4 separate regions of the Mus musculus genome follow, and regions 1, 2 and 4 are each linked to region 3. Evidence: chromatin contacts called from public HiChIP or PLAC-seq and promoter capture Hi-C data. All regions are on one chromosome and are shown on one strand. Each heading gives the region's core, a stretch centred on a gene start, on an enhancer-like site or on the middle of the called end of the contact. The rest is flanking DNA. Distances are from core to core; before and after follow the strand shown. Region 1 holds the start of Pcsk2os2 (proprotein convertase subtilisin/kexin type 2, opposite strand 2). Region 2 has its middle 25 kb from the start of Dstn. Region 3 holds the start of Snx5 (sorting nexin 5). Region 4 overlaps Bfsp1 (beaded filament structural protein 1, in lens-CP94).

Region 1 (3,604 bases), core at 981-3,480, 480 kb before region 3:
CACTGCCACATCTAAGGTTCAGGAATCATTATGGAAGGTGGGGCAGAGAGATGGTAAGAGCCAGAGGACCAGAGAGTTTGCTGTGAGTGTGTCTCCTAGCAACTTCAGAAGCTACATGCACATCTCACCAACATGACTGCCTAAACAGGAGCTGAACAAGAATGACACCAATAGGTTTGCCAAAGTGGATAGGGGATTGTTGTAATTCCATCTTAACGATAGAAATGCTCCTGTGTGCCTGGTGACATCACACTGATAGCTTGAAATCAGGCATGGAAGCTGGCAAACAGAGCTTCTATGTCCCCTTCAGAGAGAGACCTTGTACTCCAACATAGCCCTGGTTTTCCTCCAGTCACAGAAGTTGCATACTTCATATTCACCCTGTATGTAGAAGACAGCCTTGGCCTAGTAAGGTTTAAAGTTCCCTTTGGAAGGGGGAAAAGCTAGGATAAACTCACCTGAGATCCCAAATTGTGTGTTTCTGCAAAAAGAAAAGTTTTTCAACCTGAGTCACCACATCTCCTGTCCATGCAGATCAGCTTCGCTACGTAAGCCATGACCTCTCTCTTTAAGAGTTGTCTCCCTTACGTTCAATACAAGGTTCAAGAAGCGCAGAGTCCTAGAATTGTACAGCTGCCAGTCATCCACCATCCATCACTTCCTACACTTGGGTAGGGCCTGTTGGCAAACTAACAAAATGATGCCCTGGTGCAAGGTTGTGGCAATCTGCCATTGCAATTGAGCCAATCTAAAACTGTATGGAGGGCCCTGACATTAGATGGCACAGGAAAAAGGCTTACCAATAGGACCTGGTGGCAGGAGGTGGCATTGCTACCCTGTTTCAAGTAGCCAAAGCACATTTAGACACATCAGCAGTTTGCCTTCTTAACACGTGACTCACCTCATGATTGACAAAAAGCATGCTTCCAACCCAGGACCAGATGACAGTGGATGTGGTGTGTTTTGGCACCTAAAGCTGGAAGGGTCAGGCAAGTCTGCAACAAATGCCTCTGTCCACATATGCAGTGCAGATCTCATTGAAACAGGGCATCCCTGGGCGGCTCCTGTCATTTACCATGCCTCAGAATGTCACACCTCAGAGCTGGATCCTTCTCTTTGCTCCATCTGTAACCTCCCTGCCTGCAACTGAACAGCCTTCTCAAGTGGGATGGCTCTGCATCACATGCCAAGATTGCTGGAAAGGAAGAAAAAAATCTTCATGGCTTACCTTCAGACAACAGCATGCAAATATTTTGGAGAGGAGAGTGCACCGTGCAGTGGGGAATATGTTTTCTCATTTGACTTTTTCCTGGGCTTTGTTTCAAGATAACACTTTTTAGACAGTTTTGGGATGCTTTGTAAGTGACAGCATAGTATATAAAAGCAAAGGGCTCCTCTATATCAGTTATTTGACTTACTCTAAAGAAAAACCCACCTGGGAAAGATGATATCATCCACACACAGGAATCTGACTGTGAGTATCACTGAGAGGCAGTTCTTACATTTGTCTTTGACTATTAACATTCTGCAAAGGGGCTTTTTTATGAATATAATAGCCATGGAAATGAGAAAGAGATGAAGAGATGGGTCTCTACTCTTAACAGTGCCCACATTGTTTGGCATAGTCTTTGCCATTCACAAGTGCCTATCATCTGCTTCACACACAAACCTCATCTATTTGAATCTTTAGAAATGTCAGTGGGCCACTTCTAAATTTTTTTCAGTAAATGCTTGAAAAGGCATCAAAGAATAGGCAAGACAGAAGGAAAGAGACTAGCAGATGGCATGTCTCGGTGGTCAAGTGCTTTCCTGCCAATCACAAGGCTCTGGGTTTGGTCTGCAGAATCCCAGGAAAAGAATGACCTCTTTGCCCTTGGTTTGTTGCCTCTTTAACTCTGTAGTGTACATATTCGGTTTATAGTTAAAGCGTTTTTCACAGTATAGCTGGGAAGTTGGTAACGGAGATTCTGCATGGTTAATCTCTACCTGTGCTGGCTAGTTTTGTGTTACCTTGACCATGAGCTAGAGACATTTGAAAAGATAGGACCACCATCAAGATAATGGCTTCACCAGAATGGCCTGTAGGCAGGCCTATGGTACATTTTCTTAAGTAGTGACTGATACAGGAGGGTCCAGCTCACTGTAGGTGCTAGACAGAAGCAGGCTGAGCAGACCATGGAAAGCAAGCTGGTAAGCAGCTGTCCCCCATGGCCTCCAGTGTCCTGCCTTGAGTTCCTGCCTTGACTTCTCTGGAAGAGGGACTACAAATTGTTAACTGAGACAAACTCTTTCCTCCCCTAGTTGCTCCTGGTCACAGTGTTTTATCACAGCAATAGAAACCTAACTGGGACACAGTGTAAGTTTGGGATCTCCCGAAAGCAAACCCTGAGACAAGACTTGAGTTTAAGATCTGAGCTGAACTTGAGTTGAACTCAAGTTCAGGTGTAACCTCAAGCATTCCACCTACACCAACTTCCCCGAAATAACAACTTTGAAGCTTCTTATATATGAATAAGTGCCTAGGCAAAAGCCTTGGCTCATTCCCTAACTAGCTTAGGACTTAAATCTTGTCATTCTCTTCTATGTTCTGCCATGTGACTGGTTAGCTGGTCCTCAGTTACATGCCACCTCTTCCTCTTTGTGTGGGGCTGAACCTCTTCTTCCCCTGTCTCTATCCCTGAATCATCCTCCTCTCCCTCCCCCCTCCTGATGTCCTATCTTCTAATTTTGCTTCAGCTCACTGATCAATCAGCTTCTTATTAACAGATGAATTGTCAACATAGTGCACAAGAGATTATCTCTACATTCAGGATTTGAGTTGATGTTATTTGGGAGGCAAAGTGAGTACCAGGAGCAAATAGGGAGGTGTAACGAGAACCAGAAAAGGTCAGTACAGACCATGTACTCAAGCCAGTCACCTACATGAGCGATAAAAATCATGGGATATCAAAAATCCACGTAGAACATACAGTAAAGGTATATTTATCTTAGCAAAGGAGCTAAGATTTAAAAAGAGGGGTGGGGGGAGTGGCTGTGCCCTACCAGTCAAAGCCAAAGAGCAGGTTCATGGAGAAGCCTTCAGCCTCTTGGGAAGTAACCATACACAAGAGGTTCTGAGGTCCAGGGGATCGAGGATGCCATCTGTCACCTGTCACAGTCAGTGGAGCTCAGCTAAAGCACAATCTAATCAGAGATTCACTGTGTGGATGGAAGAATGCAGTCCTTGCAGGAGGATGAGTGAAGCAACAGACAAGCAAGCCATCAGAGAGCACAGCATCTCATCCTCCAGCATCTTCCGTTCCTCTGACAACCAGAGGAAGAATTCAGACAACACGAGAGAACCTTGACGGTGACAGGACTCGTGAGGTTCTTCTCTCTCATAAAGGGAACACAGACATCCAAGGTAGCCTGGAACATTCTGGCTGGCTCCGATGACTATATCTCAGCGCCATTATTAATCACGTCTAAGGACTGCTACTAGAAAGAGTAAATAATTAGTTTAGGAATAGTTAGCGACAATCTGCAACAATCCTCTGTGGTGCTGATGAGACTGAGTGGGGATGGGGCATAGCACAAGCATTGGGTTTCTGTACTAGAATATATG
Region 2 (3,347 bases), core at 224-2,723, 380 kb before region 3:
TGCCACAGATAAATAGACGGCAAGAAACGAGATAGAATTCAGAAATACTAACACTTACAGTTACAGAAGTATTTACTGGAGGCCATAAAGGATGGATACCATGGCTTTGCTGAGGACCATGAAGGGAATGCTCTTTCCTTGTGGTCTAAAGAATGGAAACTACTGGCCAGGTGTGGTGGCGCACGCCTTTAATCCCAGCACTCCGGAAGCAGAGGCAGGCATATTTCTGAGTTTGAGGCCAACCTGCTCTACAAAGTGAGTTCCAGGACAGCCAGGGCTATACAGAGAAACCCTGTCTCGAAAAACCAAAAAAAAAAAAAAAAAAAGAATGGAAACTACCTCTGGCCCAGGGGAGGGGCATGGCATTCTGATCTCTTCTCCAGATTAGATAGAACATTCTTAACTGTTTCCTTCTCCTTGAATGTTAATCCAGCTAGGTTTCTTGATCACCAGGCCAAGAGATTACCAGGTAGGAAGGCTGATGCCCTGGCTCCTGACGCTGTGTTGAGGAGAGAGGGGAGGAATAATTATCCCCTTATGAGATTAAGTCCCCACAGACAGCTACAGAGCCGCCAGAGTGAACATTGCTGAGCATAACTGACTCAGATAGGCACGACCTTTCTTTTTCTTATTCCTATCTCTTCGTCCAAACTTGGGCACACTTTGTGCCCAGAGCTTCTCATTCCTTCTCTGACGCTGCTCACTGTACACTGGTGCCACGCGGCTGCTTATGAACTACATGCCTTTCTCTTCCCTTTTCTGTCCTTCCTCCTGTCAGCGGCTGCCCACGTTTATAGCGTGCCTACCCTGTAGGGTTCTCTCTCTCTCTCTTTCCCTCTCCCTCTCAAATTCTAATTGCTTCATGCTTCATTTCAATTTTGTTTATATATTATTTCATTAACAAAACTAGCTTCCTAAAAAAGGAACCCCCAGCTTCCCCGGTAACATGTCATCCCATGTGGGGCTCCCCCCACCCCTTCCCACCACTGACTAAATATGTAACAACCGACAGAAGCTGACGAACATAAACTCAGTGCCCACAAACAAACTTACAGAAACTCTTAAGAAAGCAGCCTGGACTCTGGACAGATAGGAAAACCAACCGCAAAGATAAATACAGCCTTATTGCCACCCATGAGACGCAAGAAAATTGATATCCAGGCAAGGAAAATGTGACCACACCGCATACAAAGAAGACAGTGGCTGGCAGGAAAGGTATTATCTTCAGGGGGCAACTTTTGCTTAGAGCTAGGAAACTCTTATAGAAACTCGGGCTCCGAGGGGCTGGAAGGATGACTTAGCAATTAGAACATGCTCTGCCCTCCCAGAGGAGGTTCTTAGCACCCATGTTCAAGGCTCATAACTGCCTGTTACTCCAGCTCCAGGGGATCTGCCGACCTCTTCCGGACTCCATGGGCACCTCATGCACATGCGCATATCCACACATACGCACGTGGTTAAAAGTGAAAATTAAAACAATCAATCAATCAAACAAACATAAAACCCAGGCTGGCTGCTGCCTGGGAAATCAACTGCTGAAGAGAGAAACAGAAGGTAGTCTGCACGCAGTCCATTCCTGTCTAACCAGTTTGAACCCCAGCAGGGCACCACACACAAACCATTCCGGTCTAACCTGTTTGAAATCCTGAGGCACAAAGAGCTGTTCTCGGTAAAGTACGGTTAGAAAGTGAAGTCTGGAGACCTGAAGACTGTCCTACAAGGGAGAGAACTATTGGCTAGTTTTGTACTCTGTTTTATCTTTATTTCTTTATTCCTCGGTACCTTTTCTTTCTTTCTTTCTTTCTTTCTTTCTTTCTTTTTTTTTTTTTTTTTGTCTTCACATCTGTGTGCTGACTTACTTCATCTTCGTCTTTTCTCGCTAGCTTGTGCTTTACGGTCATTCTGCTGTGCTCCTTCCCCAGTGACCCACGTGCTTTCCCTTTCTTGGTCTCATTTCTTTCCCGACTCCTCCTTTCCTAGCGTTGCTAACCAATTGCTAATCAAAGTATTCTGACTTTTTTTTTTTTTTCGAGACAGGGTTTCTCTGTGTAGCCCTGGCTGTCCTGGAACTCGCTCTGTAGACCAGGCTGGCCTTGAACTAAGAAATCCGCCTGCCTCTGCCTCCCAAATGCTGGGATTAAAGGCGTGCGCCACCACAGCCCAGTGTATCCTCACTTTCTGCTTCCTAACTTTATCAATGACTTTTCTTACTGTGGTAAGAAAACGCGTGTCAGAACAAGGGTGGGAGGAGTTTCTTTGGCTCACAGTTTGAGGGTGCAGTCCACTGCAGCAGGGACGTTGGCTTATCCAGTGGTTGAGGGAGCTAGTCACATTTCACCCACAGTTAGAAAGCAGAGAGGAATGCATGTTGGTGGTCAGCTAACTTCCTTCTGTTACACAATGGAGGACACCTAACCAGGAATGGTATGGCACCATCCATGCTTAGAAAATCCTAATTTGAAAAGTCTTTCACCCACGTGCCAAGAGGTTTGTATCTCTGGTCATTGTAAACCCTATTAAGTTGGTAATTAAGATCAGTCACCACATTAGCCCTACTGGAAATGTAACTGAAGTGCCCCCCTTTTTGCCTCTAACCTTTTTTCCGATGTGTCTCAGCACTGCGTTTGATCTAATCAGTATTCCTATTACTGCTGTTTAGTTTCAGACCTAGGACAAGGGACCTAGGTACATACTTTACATACCAGAGCAATCCTGGCCTCCGGGTTCTCCCAGCATCCCTCAGTCCCTACCTGGAAAACCCTGCCCTCAATCCTGAAACCTCCAGCCCAGAGGCTGGGCTGCCCTTCCCACAGATGCTCTTCCCTGTATAATCCAGACATTTTCTCCTCTCTCTGCACGAGCACTTTCTCTTCCTTTTTCCCCCTCCCCTCTGTCTGGTCTCTTTCCTCTTAGGGCCTGTGACCTGGCCCACCCAAGAGCAGTTTCTCAATAAACCTGCATTTATGTATATTTTAATCTGCCTTGGATTGGCTCATTTTATCAGCAAAGAAAATAAGTTATCACTACCTGTACGTCCCTTCTAACTCGTAGTGAGGATCCTGCAGTCAAAGTGACAACCACTAAGAAGATCTATATATAAATTAAAACTAACAAAAAGAATGAGAAAAAAAAAACCACACACTCATCCCAACTGATGTGCAAATTACAACACAGAAACACAAACCACAAAAAACCCAGCGCGATGCCTCCCACAGCCCCCAGAAGGCCTCCCTAGCTGAAGCCAAAGACACTGGAATACAGGGAAGCCAATCCAAAACACTAAAACTCAGCAACATCAGAGAGGATTCAAACAAGTAGACAAATGAGAGAAAGCAATTCAAGACCTA
Region 3 (3,523 bases), core at 482-2,981:
TTTGCTTATCAGAGTGATGGTGAACTCATTTTTTTAAAAATTCTATTAGCAGTTAATAAAGACGATCAAGTCATTTTACATAAATGATTCTGCTCCGTACCAAAAAAGGAGGAAAAAAAGAGCCACCAGGGCCTCTCCTGCCCCTAGTACCTATTATATATGCCAGGGGAGAGAAACTAATTCTTCTAATGTAAAAGAAATAAAACACCTCGCACAAAGCTCTATTTCAATACAATACCCTTGTTGGAACAATCCAACTGGTTGGTGCGCCAGAGACCGGTATTTACTTACTAGATAAAAAGTTTGCGCCGGACGTGGTGGCGTATGCCTTTAATCCCAGCACTTGGGAGACGGATTTCTGAGTTCGAGGCCAGCCTGGTCTACAAAGTGAGTTCCAGGACAGCCGGGGATATACAGAGAAACTGTCTCGAAAAACAAAAACAAAAACAAAAAAAAAAATGTTTGCCCATTCAAAGGTACTTAAAATGAAATCTTAATTCAGCTCTTATTAAAATCTAAGAGCTCCCATATTACTGACGATTTTGTCCACAAAACTGACTCATAACCTACCTGTGCGGTGGAAAATTCAAGTTTAAAGAGCCAATAAAAGTAGAATCCTTTATTGCCCGTATAGCAATCCCTGTTTATTGCATTAGTCCTCAAGATATTTGCAGCCCGAGGGTTATATCAACACACAGGATTTACTAAAAATTACAACTCCCACGAGGACACATTTAGCGTTCCCAAGTTGCAAAAACCATGCTACATACAGATACTCGTTAGAAATCTCCCCACTATTTTAAACGAAAAGGCCATTTTCTTAAAAGGAGATAGGAATAGCAAACGAAACTTTGATCCACTTTCCAATTACCATGTAGTCGATTTAAGTTTTAGGAGCAAAAGAAAAAAGAAAAAAAAAAAAACCACGCTCCTAAGGGCTTCAGAGGATTAGCCTCAGTCGAATGACTGGCAGAGCGTCGGTCAGCTTCCCACCGAGAGCTCAAGAAGTGGGGTCCCACTTGTCTGGGTCTCCTTGGTCAGAGAATGAGCGTGCAGAGACACCCCGTTGGAAAGCCATCTCTAAAGGGGTGGTTGAGGGAAAACCTCGGGATCTTGCTGGGGTCCGAGCCCCAGAGAAGATCCACCCAGCCCAAGGAGGCCGGCGGGAACCTCCAGCCCAGGTAGCGAGCGAGGAAGGGATCTCACCTTGCTGCGGTCCTCCTCCTGCTGCTCCAGCAACTCGGGAACCGCGGCCATGGCGACGCGGGCCTCGAGCAGGGGCCGTGTGGCTGTGCGAGGAAAGAAGAGGCTGGGCCGCCGCCGGGGCGCCTTTCAGGGGCGGCCGCGGCCCCGCCTCCGCCGGCCTCCTTGCCGGACGGCGGCTGGAGGCCGCGGGACTCCGCCACCATCCCAGCAGCCCCGGGCGCAGGCCAGCGAGCGGCACGCCACGTGCTCCCCCAGTGCGGCCTCCCCCGTCCCCGCGGCCGTCCATCTTGGAGCCGGGCAATAGAAGCTACGCGGGGAGCCTACCCTCGCTCCGCGCCACGCGGACACCAGCACCGGAGGGCCGCGACGGGAACGCGGGCTCCGAACCCTCCGCCGGCGAGGCACGCCTCGAGAAAGGACGCGCACCGCGGCCCGGGCAATTTATGGCTCAGCCAGAGTCCAAGATGGCGAGCGGCGGTGACGTGCGCGAGATCTCGTGAGCGCGACAACGCGCGGCTTGACGGCGCCCGCGCTTCTGCTTCGGGGGCGTGGAGGGGATGGCGCCTCACAGGTGCGACGGGAACGCCGTAGTGCATGCTGGGGCCGCCTCGCTTTGGGAAAGCGCGGGACCGATGAAAGTACGGGTCCCGAGAGGGTTGTTTGCGGGCTGGGTGTTACAGCGTGGTGGCATCTCAGGTACAGCTAGAACCCTGCCGCTGACCGACCTTCTATTTAAATACTCTCTTCCCTATCCAAACTCGGGCACGAAGGGCCACGCTTGTCCTGTCGCAGCCATGGGAGACACCTGCAGAGATCATTTTCTGGAATTAACGTTGGATGGGCTGTGCAGACCCACTTGCGACATGTCCCGAGTCTGGACCACGAGGTCACAGTAGCACCCACTTTTTAAAGGGCGGCGTGAGGAATAGATGAGCGATGCCCATACAGAATATTTAGTAAGAGTTTGGTATGTAGATGTAGGTGTTTAACTGTTAATTAAGACTTGTGAATTTGTTGGGGGGGGGCAGATTGTAGTTGTTTTGTTTCTAGAGACAAAGCCAAGCTAACCCAAAATCTCAATTTCATACTGCCTCAGCCACCCAAGTAACTTAAGTTTCCTGGTCTATGCCTCCAGGCCTTGTCACATTCAGATTTAAGGTGTCATATCCGAAACGGCCAACACATTAACATTGAACAAAAGCCACTTACAATTTTCATGAATCTTACTTGGGAATGATTTTCTCTTTTTTTTTGGAAACGTCAAAAGTTTAGTGTATGCACTTTTAATGTTCTTGTGGGTTTTTTTGTTTTTGTTTTTTGGTTTTTTGAGTCAGGGTTTCTCTGTGTAGCCCTGGCTGTCCTGGAACTCACTTTGTAGACCAGGCTGGCCTCTAACTCAGAAATCCACCTGCCTCTGCCTCCCAAGTGCTGGGATCAAAGGCGTGCGCCACCACACCCGGCTCTTGTGTGATTTTCAATTTGATGGTTTTAATATAGAAAATGTCTTAAACCTAACACCACTTTTTTTTTTTTTTCAGATACGAACAGAACACACTTTTAAACTTTCCAGACTAGAGAAAAGTTAGAGGGGCGAAGTCTAAAAATGAAACTGCCTCTGACCTTCTGCAGGCTGCTTAGCAGGTTAAACAGATTTTCTGTAAAAGCAAGCCCTCCTGTGAGTTTCTCCACTTTCTCTTATTTGTGTAGCCAGAAGAAGAAAAACTCTTACGAAGCAGTAGACCAAGCGAAGTACTCTCGTTTAGTACGCTCTGTCTTGTCCAGAGGCCCGGCCCAGACTCCAGAGTCGTTGTTCAAGGAAGATGATGTACTGTATGGACCAGTGAGTAAGCATAAGGCTGCAGAGCCGGAGCCACAGGCCAGAGTCCCACAACACTGCTTTCCTATCTTCAATGAAGAGAGAACCGGGAAACCACACACAGATGCTTCTTCAAGCCCTTTGAAGATCCCTTTGCAAAGGAACTCGATACCCAGTGTGACCCGCATCCTTCAGCAGACCATGCCACCTGAACAGAGCTTCTTTTTGGAGAGGTGGAAAGAGCGGATGGTTCTGGAGCTGGGAGAAGACGGGTTTGCAGAATATACTTCAAGTAATTATCTTGCTTCTGGTTATGTGTGGTCACTGGTTTTTAGGAGATAGAGCATTCCTGTCAGAAGAATGGAGCTTAAAAAAAAATCTTACTGAGGAAGTACTTTCAAATAGCATTTCATGTCTGCTAATTTGCTTAATCTTCGTAGATACTATTAACTGTAGTTCACACTTAAAGAAATGGAAATAACAGAGATCAAATTATTTGAC
Region 4 (3,224 bases), core at 320-2,819, 430 kb before region 3:
ATATGTGTGCACACAAAGAAAGACAAACAGTCTCCCCCCTCCCCCCCCCCCGCAGAACTAAAATTTTCCATGTGAGGCTAGGGCCTTGATCTTTTTAGTATCTAGGGCTGTGTTTTTCAACTTTGTCACCCAGACCACAGGAAGTGACATAGTTCACACCATAGGCCACATCATATGTGTGCATTTGAGCAAATACATGTGTAGTCAAAAATATACAGATACATTTAAGACAAAAGTTTTCCAGGATAAACTTTGTATACTTCTCACTGCCATGCATTCTGTTACTTCTTATTCCCAGCGCCATTGTGTTGCTTTCTTCTAATTTTTTATAAAGACTTATGTATTTACTGTACGTATATGAACACACTGTCACTATCTTCAGACACACCAGAAGAGGGCATCAGATCCCACTACCGATGGTTGTGAGCCACCATGTGGTTGCTGGGAATTGAACTCAGGACCTCTGGAAAAGCAGCCAGTGCTCTTAACCCCTGAGCCATCTCTCCAGCCTGCTTTCTTCCTTTTTTGTACCAGTCAATTCTACTGAATTCATTTTACACCTGGTGAATTTCAAGGAACAATTTGAAAACCACAGTCTCCAGAACCGGGACTGGGCCTACACCCACTTCCTCAGTCACATGTAAAACACTTACACCATACACACATCCCACGTGCATGCACATATGCCCTACACAGATAGATGAATAAGTCATACTTCATATGAACATCACACGCCACACATATACCTGACATTACACACCCCACATATACACATGTATATACACATACATGCACACATGCAGAGCCCACGCACCCTTCACATTACACATGCATGCAATATACATATCATACACACTTTACAATATACTCTACATACATACACAGCAAATACACTCAAATCACCTCATATACTCACACACTACCCACAGACCTTATATACACATATACGACATACACCACACACACTATATACATATCACACACACACACCACATTCTCTACATAAACATTTCTCCATCTCTCCCTTCTCCACTCCCCTCCCTCCCTCAAAAGAAACCACGGTCACTGAGAAGTATCTAGTCCCTGAGGCATGGTTATGTCCTGGGAAGAAGGCATTTTTAAGGCCTGACTCAATTTCTCTCCTGTGATCTTTCACTCAGGGGGCAACCACTGTTCCTTGTTGCCCCCTTGTTGTAGCATTGTCTTCTGGGACTGCTGCACAGTGAGAGCTTTATGAGGGGCCCAGTGGGGATGGAAAACAGGATGTCAGAAATGGTGATTAAATGAGAATCCAGTTAAGTTTTTCCTGATGCCCTGGACTCTGAACAGTAGGCCCTGAGTGTCATGACAACCCAGATGCCCCGGGTTTTACAGTCAGAATTTTAGATCTTTTTCTCGTTTGTTCCTTGAGGGTACCTGTCTACTAAATGCCAATTGATTGGTTTGGGATGTGTGGTTACCCAGCTGTAGGAAGGGCAGCATTTAAGCCCGACATTCAACGTCTCTGTGCCCATCTGCATGGAAATGAGAGCGTGTGAAGCAGTCAGGGCTGTGAACCATGAAACCCACAACTTAAAAGGAAACAGAACTGTGAGCCTCACACTAGCAGACATCTCATGAGAGGCGAACACTGGTACAAGCCAGCCTCCTGCCTCCCTGCGGGCACTCTTCCCAGACCATCATCAATTCCAAAGGAGAGACCACAGGGAGAGGAAAAACAGGGATGCCCAGATTTGAGTGAATATGTGGTTAAAACCCTGGTGTGTGTGTGTGTGTGTGTGTGTGTGTGTGTGTTTTCTAAATGTTAACAGGCTTGACAAAGGCAAAGTGATCCATGATGAGATGTGTTATTTTCCTTGGTAGAAGAGATGTGACTCAATGGAGACAAGAGAAGAGCCACCATGAGGCTGGGTGTCCACGTGTCCCTGTCTCCATCCCTGTCATCCTATGTCCCAGAACTCTTCTTAGCAGAATGCTAAAACACACATTCCGGGAAATCTCAGCCCAGGGCAAAGCAAGGTGTTTGTTCCCCTGCTCAGAATGCTGTGGTGCAGGGCACACGGGTGTGCTGAGTCTGTACACCACAGAACTGGACACCTCTGCCTTCATGTGTCGGTTCAATAAGATACGCCGAAGATGGATCATACCTGGGCCTGCAGCTCAGCTTTCTGTGCCTGCAGGTGGGTGACTGCCTCTCGGCCCTCCTCCAGCTGGTTCTGCAGGGCAGCCACTTCCCGTTCTGTGAACAGCTTCTCCTGCATGAGGAGGCCAGACTGAGATTCAGACAAAGAAGTGCAAAGATAAAAGAGACAATGAAGGAGTAAGAACCCTTCTTTGTATCCCCCCAAGCTCATGTGCCAATCCCCGATCTGCTAAGGCATTGGTGAGTGGAAACCTATGGAAGGTGATTAGGGTCATGAAAACGGAGCTCCGTTAGGACTTAGTGCTAATGAGAAGACGAAGAGGTAACGGAGACCTACCCCTGTCCCCCAACCACCACCACATGGCACACAGTGAGGAAGAATCTGCAACAGGTACCAATTCTGCCAGCACCTTGATCTTGGACTTCCAGTCTCCAGAGCTCTGAGCAATAAACTAAGGAGTCCTGTTCCAACTGCCCAAGCTGACCCAAACAGGCCCACAGTGGCCACTGTCTGAACCATTAACTGCTCAAGAGGAAAAGCTCAGACAACAAAGAGCAAGAGAGCCAAGCATAGACCTATTTGTGCCACAGACTGGCTAGCCAGACAGATATTTGACTTTCAAAGCCTCCGTTTTCCCTTTTGTGAAAAGACCACTGTGGAATGCAGATGCTCATTTGGCTAAGGGTTCTGTGCCTATGAAGATGAAAATCATTTTGTTCTCTGAGCCATCAGCTATGCCACAGTGCCAAGCAGAAACCATCTAGCCCCAAAAGGTGAAAGGCAAGAAGAGGCCTGATGAAGCCGAGACACTGATGATCAGTGGGGCAGTCCAGAAGGAAACCCCCTTCCAGCCTGTCCACAATCTGTCATGGCTTGCCTCTCCACCTATTCAAAAATACCAGTGATTCTTAAAGGCTAACTGTTCAGGAGCCCTGCCTGCAACACAGAGGACACTGCCTCAAAACCCTAGAAACCCAAACCTGAGTCTATACCAAGTGCTTTCCATGTTCAAGCCACATACAGAAGGCAGCCCCTGCCCACCAATACCTCACAAGGAACTGCTATAGTGTAGATCTCCAG

What was found. Promoter capture Hi-C pulls out the DNA fragments that hold promoters and counts their contacts. HiChIP or PLAC-seq counts read pairs in DNA pulled down with a chosen protein or histone mark.
Region 1: a promoter capture Hi-C map of hippocampal neurons shows a contact between it and region 3, with 2.5 times the contacts expected there. The contact joins the promoter of Pcsk2os2 here to the promoter of Snx5 in region 3. A contact is called at or near these places in 3 of 39 promoter capture datasets (the 3T3-L1 cell line, frontonasal cranial neural crest and hippocampal neurons) and 1 of 115 datasets of contacts at active chromatin or transcription factors (embryonic forebrain).
Region 2: an H3K4me3 HiChIP or PLAC-seq map of fetal liver shows a contact between it and region 3, with 5 times the contacts expected there. The contact joins the enhancer-like site here to the promoter of Snx5 in region 3. A contact is called at or near these places in 14 of 39 promoter capture datasets (the 3T3-L1 cell line, 3T3-L1-derived adipocytes, the C10 cell line and 9 more), 2 of 484 Hi-C or Micro-C datasets (cerebellar granule neurons and cochlea), 18 of 115 datasets of contacts at active chromatin or transcription factors (the 230-238 cell line, bone marrow-derived macrophages, craniofacial prominence and 14 more) and 3 of 9 other capture datasets (adipose tissue, liver and pancreatic islet).
Region 4: an H3K4me3 HiChIP or PLAC-seq map of pro-B cells shows a contact between it and region 3, with 9 times the contacts expected there. The contact joins the enhancer-like site here to the promoter of Snx5 in region 3. A contact is called at or near these places in 19 of 39 promoter capture datasets (the 3T3-L1 cell line, 3T3-L1-derived adipocytes, the C10 cell line and 14 more), 2 of 15 datasets of contacts at CTCF or cohesin (the NIH/3T3 cell line and large pre-B cells), 4 of 484 Hi-C or Micro-C datasets (B cells, bone marrow-derived macrophages and natural killer cells), 39 of 115 datasets of contacts at active chromatin or transcription factors (the 230-238 cell line, CD8 T cells, DN3 thymocytes and 29 more) and 2 of 9 other capture datasets (adipose tissue and liver).

The regions. Positions count from the first base shown.
Region 1 is chr2:143,786,956-143,790,559 of GRCm38.p6, forward strand. It overlaps Pcsk2os2 (proprotein convertase subtilisin/kexin type 2, opposite strand 2), which reads right to left and starts at 2,231. Exons shown (of 3, transcript NR_040625.1): 1 at 902-2,231. The region is part of intron 8 of Pcsk2 (proprotein convertase subtilisin/kexin type 2); the gene reads left to right.
Region 2 is chr2:143,888,623-143,891,969 of GRCm38.p6, forward strand. It overlaps a transcript of Bfsp1 not described here. Among named protein-coding and RNA genes, the nearest start is that of Dstn, 25 kb to the right of the region's middle. Within about 2 kb of position 1,474, at least 66 of the 459 cell types and tissues checked have an H3K27ac peak or open chromatin away from gene starts, as enhancers often do. A contact at or near this core is called in craniofacial prominence, embryonic stem cells, fetal liver and 3 more, where this site is marked.
Region 3 is chr2:144,269,171-144,272,693 of GRCm38.p6, forward strand. It overlaps Snx5 (sorting nexin 5), which reads right to left and starts at 1,732. Exons shown (of 14, transcript NM_001199188.1): 1 at 1,531-1,732; 2 at 1,207-1,289. The coding sequence starts at 1,257. Mgme1 (mitochondrial genome maintenance exonuclease 1) reads left to right here and starts at 1,734. Exons shown (of 5, transcript NM_028984.5): 1 at 1,734-1,902; 2 at 2,745-3,314. The coding sequence starts at 2,810.
Region 4 is chr2:143,839,527-143,842,750 of GRCm38.p6, forward strand. Bfsp1 (beaded filament structural protein 1, in lens-CP94) reads right to left here. Exons shown (of 8, transcript NM_009751.2): 5 at 2,148-2,255. Among named protein-coding and RNA genes, the nearest start is that of Bfsp1, 22 kb to the right of the region's middle. Within about 2 kb of position 1,570, at least 31 of the 459 cell types and tissues checked have an H3K27ac peak or open chromatin away from gene starts, as enhancers often do. A contact at or near this core is called in the 230-238 cell line, B cells, memory CD8 T cells and 2 more, where this site is marked.